Regions from separate parts of the Zea mays genome. Here region 2 is linked to region 1. Evidence: chromatin contacts called from public Hi-C data. All regions are on one chromosome and are shown on one strand. The core of a region is the stretch at or near the end of the contact, and the rest is flanking DNA. Distances in the headings are between cores, read along the strand shown. Region 1 holds the start of LOC100193955. Region 2 holds the start of LOC606419 (adenosine 5'-phosphosulfate reductase-like 1).

The links. Hi-C and Micro-C count contacts between places; a contact is called where the count stands out from the background.
Region 2: a contact with region 1 is called in a Hi-C map of tassel, with 2.1 times the contacts expected there. The contact joins the promoter of LOC606419 here to the promoter of LOC100193955 in region 1. A contact is called at or near these places in 4 of 25 Hi-C or Micro-C datasets (ear, leaf and tassel).

Annotation. Positions count from the first base shown.
Region 1 is chr7:161,189,191-161,193,077 of Zm-B73-REFERENCE-NAM-5.0, reverse strand. It overlaps LOC100193955, which reads left to right and starts at 1,828. Exons shown (of 10, transcript NM_001359359.1): 1 at 1,828-2,273. The coding sequence starts at 1,980.
Region 2 is chr7:161,353,621-161,357,507 of Zm-B73-REFERENCE-NAM-5.0, reverse strand. LOC606419 (adenosine 5'-phosphosulfate reductase-like 1) reads left to right here and starts at 1,875. Exons shown (of 4, transcript NM_001112294.2): 1 at 1,875-2,013; 2 at 2,176-2,470; 3 at 3,515-3,887. The coding sequence starts at 1,956.

The sequences.
Region 1 (3,887 bases), core at 579-3,078:
GCGGGGATCCCCACGAACGCTCGCGGGGAACATTTCTTCTCCATCCCAGTTCCCCACGGGGATAAATCCCCAATGGGGATCCCCATCCCCGTTTAAATTATAATTAGAACATACGTCCTTTGTTATTAATGTAAAACATTGTCACTTATACACATTGTCAGATGTAAGAAATCATTATGTATACATCAAAATGAACACATTTGTATAATTAGTGGTCTCTTGACAAGGTCATTATATATATTTATCATTAACTAGTACACGAAAACATCATCACATACAAGTTTAACGGGTCCCGTGGAGAATGGGGATAGAGAATGCTTCCCCGTCCACATCCCCGTTTACCCGTTGGAGGATGAATTTCCCCGTTTATATCCCCGCGGGGAAAGTTTCTTCCCCATCCCATCCCCCAATGGAGGAATTCCTCGTGGGAAATCGGGGATCGGGTTCCCATTGCCATCTCTACTTGGGAGTGGTAGGAGGGGCTAGAGCCGCACCTGCCCCATCGCTGTCTGAGTGGATGGAGAGTGACTTGTGTGAATCTACCACCCATATTAGGCTCATCATGGTTAAATGAGGATCTAGTGCTTGTTACTATTGGTAACCAATATTACCTAGATGATTCGGTGACGATTGGGGTGTTGTGACCATCTGAAGAATTTGTAAGTAACCGGACCGATATTTTATATATGGTTGTGAGCGGTTGTTGTGTTGGAGTGACAAAGAACCAATGTGCCGTTTGGTTCACATATTGGTAATGTAATGAGTAACCGATAACGTTAAATCATGTTTGTTTAAGTCCAGCCGTAATTGATATCACACTATAAATGGATACTACCTTATTCAAATTTGTTACCGCCAATATTTGAGTGTGAATCATTACCATTACCATTTACGTTACATTTCGTGAACCAAACGGCACCCAACTTGTATAAAGCACTTGGTCTTTACATGTACAGAGGGAGTGCCACTGTTGTGTGGTTACTCCAACGAGAATTAGTGGAAAGTGCCGATTCTCCGAAAACTTATAAAACATCGAGGAGTTTTCTATCCCTTAATTTAGCATACACATTTATCTTTGGGCATTTTTTTGTAAGAATTTATATTTCTAGAACTACAACGATAGTATAATGTTGAAAATTATGGTACAAAATTTCTATTTACACATTAGACACTCAAATAAAGTCGGACTTACAGTTAAAACTTAATTTACATAGGATTTTTTAGAAAAATAATATACCATCTTTTTAAACACGATGATCCTTTCATATACACGTGCTACCTTCGTTGTACACATAGGGCGTGATTGGTTCGCCCACTGCTCGCGCGCAGGCTACTCGCGTGCATTGACTGCGCCTGCGAGCACGTTTGGTTGGCTGCACGGCGCCGTCCAGGCTCTACACGCGCGAGTGCAAACAAGATTATTTTGGGCTCTTTCATCTTCATGCGAAGGGAAGTGGCGCACTCTCGTTTTGATCGGGACATGCCCGCGCGAGTGAGGCGTGCCCGTTGCCGTGAACTAATCACACTAATAGTGAAATTAAATTACTATTTTATACTCTAAGATAGTACTCTCTTATTCTTTTTTATTTGTCACGGTTTAGGTCAAACCCTAAACTAGCAGACGACAAATATTTGACAACGGAGGTAGTATGTTTTAGCTCTTAATTTTTATATATATCTTTAGATAGATGATAATAAATCTAGGTATATATATAATACGTATATCAAGTATTATATGAATTTATTATTTTTTCTAAAACAGTTTTTAATTTAAGCAAAGGAAGTATATAAAAACAACTTGAGCGGAGCTGTATCCCAACTCCCACAGTTTCAGTTCCGTTTCTCCTCTGCAGTCCCAACTCTCCTTTCTTCCCATTCCCTTTTTGCCTATTCCACCCCGCCACACCTCTCCGCGGCACCGGCCGTAGCACTAGAACATCGGCAGGCGCGCGCCTCCTCCCCTCCACGCCTCGATTCGGATGAAGGCGGAGAGCGGTGGCGTTGTCCGCCGGAGTCTGCAGAAGACGGAGTCGGCGGAGATGCGGTGGGTGGTCCCGGGGGGCGCCAATGAGGACGTGGAGATCGAGAGCTCCGACGACGGCAGCGTGGACACCTCCGCCACCGCCTCGGGCTCACGGGGCGGCGGGTGCTCCGACGAAGACGAAGGTTACGAGAACGATGAGATGCTGCGCCAGCTTCTCGTGCGCACGGGCCCGCGCGCCGACTCCTTCGACGTCGAGGCGCTCGATGTCCCCGGCGTGTACCGTCACCAGGTCCCCGCTCCACCCACTCCTATTTTCTTTGTTGAACTGCTTGCGGCTCTCAGTGGCGGGGAGGGCTTCGTGGTGTTAGCCCGTGTCAGGCTTCGCCCGTGCGGTTTCCCGTTGATTGCTTCCTGGCCGCGACGCGCGATCCAACAACGTTTCTGTGTCAGGCGACTCTGCCTTCACCTTATCTCTTGTTTGCATGATGTACCGTGGTGATGAGGGGACTTGCAGGTTCGGAGTAGTACAGCATAGCATGAACGAAATGTTTGAGGGTGCTTATTGTGGCTTGTAGGGTCGTATTGCTTACCATGAATGAATGCTTGAGGGTGATTACCGTGGTGTGTACATGTATGCAAAATCTTTTGCAGCACTAGACTGGTGGTTCTGTCATACAGAGCTACACACTTCTGCTATTTATTTTGATCGATCGCTAGATTGTGTGAGCTTGTTGAAGTGTTTTTCTGGCTGTTGGCTACCTAGCGGATGCACCCTTGTAGTTGTTTAGTCTCCTAGGCCGTGTTGATCCATGATATAGGGCTTCGGTTCACTCTCAATCCATGTGAATTGAGTGAGATTGGGTCGATCCTACCCAATACACTCCAATCCACATGGATCCATGTGGATTGGAGTGTATTGGAATATATTGGGTTAGATTTTGACTGGCTATGGATTTAAACCGACTCAATACCACTCAATCCACATAGATTAACGGTGAAACGAAAGCTCTAAGTGGGTGGTTTCAAGTGTATGATGTTACATGCAAGTGAGATGCATGTGTTGTTGCTTATATTAGATACAATTTTTAGATTCAGGATTTTATTATAAAGGGTAACATCTGCCCTAGAGTCTCCATTTTTTAGTACTGTAGCAACATATCTGGCAATTGTTCTTCATGAAACTTATGTTGTTTTTTACCTTTTGGTTGACCAATTATAGACTGGGCATTTTGATGTGGTATTTTGAACGAGTACAAAAGTGTCACATCAAATTAGGCTTACTGGGTTTCACAAGAAAGCCTTATTTTCTTCTTTATCTTTGATACCATGGATGCCTGACCGGTACAATGATACTAGTGTGTTATATTTTTGTAGATGAACGTTGAATTATTAATTTGATCTGCAAGTCACTTCACTGGTGAACTTTCATTTCTTGAATGTTTGGCTGGTTGCCCATAGACATTTGAGTTAATACCCTATATATTACTGGTGATATTATGATGTAGATATCGACACATTTAACGAAGAGTGAACATTTAGTTGGTATTATGGATAGCAATTCTGGACTCTCTTGTCTTTGAGCTACTCAGAAACAGCTGGTGCTGGAATGAGCATGTTGATAGCAAATGAGATTTATGCTAGTATCCTGATTATACTCATCAAACTGCCATCTCTAGGTCATCATCAGAGTTGGTTGAACTCTTTGAAGTTACATTGATATTTCATTATGTTCTAGAAATTTTGATGATAACGATGTGAGTCTTGCTTAATATTGGATGGGATAATAAATCTGAAACCACTTTCTTGAGGTGTAATAGAAAAACAGAAAATAGTGATCATGTTTTTTTAAAAAAAACTATCTACAAAATGATACTCTGCAAGTTTGACACAATCATCTCTTTTG
Region 2 (3,887 bases), core at 626-3,125, 160 kb before region 1:
GCCGTGGCTACGTTGGAAGAGCAAAGATAGGGCGTGGACTGCCTTGAAGCTTCCTTGTGACAAAACTGATGAAGATCTCTTCAACGCTTCCACAACTGTCACGATAGGCAATGGAAAGATGGCAGAATTCTAGAATTCTAGTTGGATTCAAGGCCAGGCCCCTAAGAACATTGCGCCATCATTGTTCAGGAAGACAAAGAGGAAGAACATCACGGTGGCCAAAGCGCTCAATAACAACAACTGGATTCGTCTTTGCTCACCGTATACGGGGGAGGGGGAGTTTGGAGAGTTAATCTCTCTTTGGCGGGCCATAGGTAATATGCATGAGCTTAACGGGTTAGAAGACAACATCTCTTGGAGATGGACGGCAGATGGGCAGTACAGTGCTAGTAGTGCTTACAAAATCCAGTTCACATCCAATTTCAGTAGTATGAATCTATGCCCCATTTGGAAGGCTAAAGTGGAACCGAAGTGCAGATTTTTTGCTTGGACTCTTCTCCATAAGAGAATTCTGACGGCCGACAACCTTCAAAAAAGAGGCTGGCCATGTAGCCCAGTTTGCCGTCTCTGCAACTCGGCCCCAGAAACAATCCTCCACTTATGCAAGGATTGCCCCTTTAGTAGAGAGGTGTGGAACAAAGTTTGGACTGGGGCCAACGTTCCTTTACTGACGGGGTCTCCCAATGACATTTCTTTATATGATTAGTGGATGGACCTGCGCAGCCTTTGCACCAGACAGACCAGAAGAGGTTTTGACGGTCTTCTAATTCATTTTTGGTGAAACCTTTGGCTGGAAAGAAATAACAGAATTTTTCAAAGGCAGCATCGAAGCGCTGATCAAGTTGCTCTAGCGGTCAAGGATTATGGTAGTAACTGAAGGCTAGTTAGTTGGCTGTTTTTGGCCCAGTGGTTTTTCTTTTGGCTTCGGCTGTTTTTCTTTTCTATTTGCCTTCTGTTCTTTTTTGTTGTTTTTCGCCTCCTTTCCCTTAAGATCCTTGGTGTTTGTATTTATCTTTCCCTTCTAATATAGATCGGAGCGGCAATCCTTTTGCCCCTCCCTTTCAAAAAAAAAAAACAAATTAGCTTAGGTACTTTTTGTTTACCCTCTAAATTATATAATCGTTTAAATAAGTTAAGAGACAAACAAACTACAAAGATTATTAGATGGATTATATAATATAGATTTCTACATTATAATAATCTATAAACAGTTCATTGACATTAGACATTTATATAATCTTTAATGTACCCTTGCCGTATTGGTTGTCCAAGAGCACTTACAATTGATAGGCCACCGATACTGGTTTTGAGTCTAATAGACCCCAAATACGTATTTTGATGATAGCGTAGAAATTTTGCCTGGCCCAAGCAGTCCACCATCAGTTTATTCTCTTTGTTTTAATCTATATCAGGTTTTTTACTGATTCTACAATATTTTTGTCTCTGTAAATTTCAGATATAGCAGTTCAAGCAGCCGGCTTTAATCACCAGTTGTGTCAGATACGTGGCGCTAAGAGCGTTGCCCCTCTTTGACTTTGGCAGTTCGGTCTGATCCAAAGTACCCCATGTCCTCCTCTACGGCTGCGGATGGATGGATCTTCGCAAGGGGGCAAACGAGCGTGAGGTAGCCACACAACTAGCCAATTCATCGCCACGACAGGCGTCCACTCGGCACAGCCGGGCCTCTTCTATGACGCCACTGCTTCGATCGGCCAGGAAGCCTCCCGTGCGCTCTACCAATTGGAAACCGCCACGTGTCCCATGAGGCTGCCCGCTGCCGCTGCCGGAAACCCGTCCGGGTGCGATGAACCTGGCCTCCCGCCCGACCTATATGTAAACCACCCGCCCGCTTCCACCCCACGCCACAGAAAAAACGCAGGTGTCGAAACACATTTTCTTGCTCCAGAGAATTTAAACCGCTGCGAATTCAATTCGAAAGCCCCAAGAGAGCATCCATGGCTTCCGCTACCACCTCCATCTCGTCGCACCCCGCCGCCCTCCGCGACGTCAAAGGTGACATGTTTTCTTTGTTCTGGATGCTCTTTCCTTTGTATAATTTTTGCTCGGATCCGACGTTTCAGCTAGTGAAATGCGCTGCTCCGCAACAAAATTCACCGGAATTCGAAGCGCATACCGGCCTAACTCTTCTCATCTCTCTCCCTTCTGTTCGCGCAGCTGCGAGGATTGGCGGGCTGAGGCAGCAGCAGGCGAGCGTGGCCCCGTCGGCGGCGGCAGCGCGTGGCCAGCGCGCTCGGGCGGTGCGATCGCTGCGCGCGGCGGAGCCTGCGAGGCAGCCGGTGGCGGCTTCCGCGGCCGCGGCGGCGCCGGCCGCGCCCGTGGCCGACGAGGCGGCGGCCCTTGCGGCCGTGGACTACGAGGCCCTGGCGCGTGAGCTGGAGGGCGCGTCGCCGCTGGAGATCATGGATCGGGCGCTGGCCATGTTCGGCTCCGAAATCGCCATCGCCTTCAGGTGCGTGACGTCCTCTCTCGTGCCACTCCTGAACCGTGACGGGTTCGGTTCGGGTACTCGTTACCGCGTGCCCGTTAGCCTCCGTTGCCGTTGGTCCTCGTGGAATGGGTTTAGGCGCGGCGACCTGCATCCGGTATGCTCGCGGCGTCGTGGTATCTTCCGAACGTGTGGCCGTACACATTCCAAGTGGACTCGCGTATTTCGCTGGCCACTGAACTGTGTGTCCCACCTGTCTGCCTCTGAAACAGCAAGAGACTACTACTAGTAGTCAGTTGTTTATGGTCCTGAGGTGCTGAAATCCAATCAGGTTTAGCGAAGCCCACTTTGCTGCACATGCTTATGTACTTGGACCAGTGAGCCAAGCTTGAGGTGTCTAGGTTCATTGAACTTGGGTGATATTTGGTTCATATATTTGTAATGTAATCGGTAACAAATAACGTTAAATCATGTTTGTTTAAGTACAATCGTAATCCGATACCACACTAGAAATTGATATCAGCCTATTCAAACTTGTTACCACTGGTAATCGAATGCAAACCGTTACCGTTACCATTTACCCTGGTGTTCAAGGTTGTGTTGTCGACCAGACACCAGAGCTAGAATCATGGCCCACCACCCACGCGCAACCGAACAACCTTGTTTGAATATCGGACGAAACCAGAAAAGTCACGGCGTCCTAATTCCTAAACCGATAGTGGAGCTGTGTTGGGCTGTTCTAGGGCAGCTCCAAGGGTAGACGACAAAGTAAAGTAGGCAGGCGGAACTCATCGTGGTGGTATCATCCACTTTGTTACGTAATAACTGTACGAGAAGTTAAATATTTTAAATTTTAATCAAATACAAATATAAATTAATAATTGTGATAGTATCATTAATAGATTGTTATATGTAGTTTTATTTTATAGTTAAATTATTTAGAGATATAGATATTATAGTAATTTTTATAAATTTATTCAAGCTTAATAAAGTTTGATCCTCGGAATACGGGCAAACCTAGCTTAACTGACGACACCGATCCCTCTCGTGTCGTGTGGTGTGGTTCAGCGGCGCGGAGGACGTGGCGCTGATCGAGTACGCCAAGCTGACGGGGCGTCCGTTCCGGGTGTTCAGCCTGGACACGGGGCGTCTGAACCCGGAGACGTACCAGCTATTCGACAAGGTGGAGAAGCACTACGGCATCCGCATCGAGTACATGTTCCCGGACGCGAGCGAGGTGCAGGAGCTGGTGCGCACCAAGGGCCTCTTCTCCTTCTACGAGGACGGCCACCAGGAGTGCTGCCGGGTGCGCAAGGTGCGGCCCCTGCGCAGGGCGCTCAAGGGGCTCAGGGCGTGGATCACCGGCCAGAGGAAGGACCAGTCCCCCGGCACCAGGGCCAGCATCCCCCTTGTCCAGGTTGATCCTTCCTTCGAAGGCCTG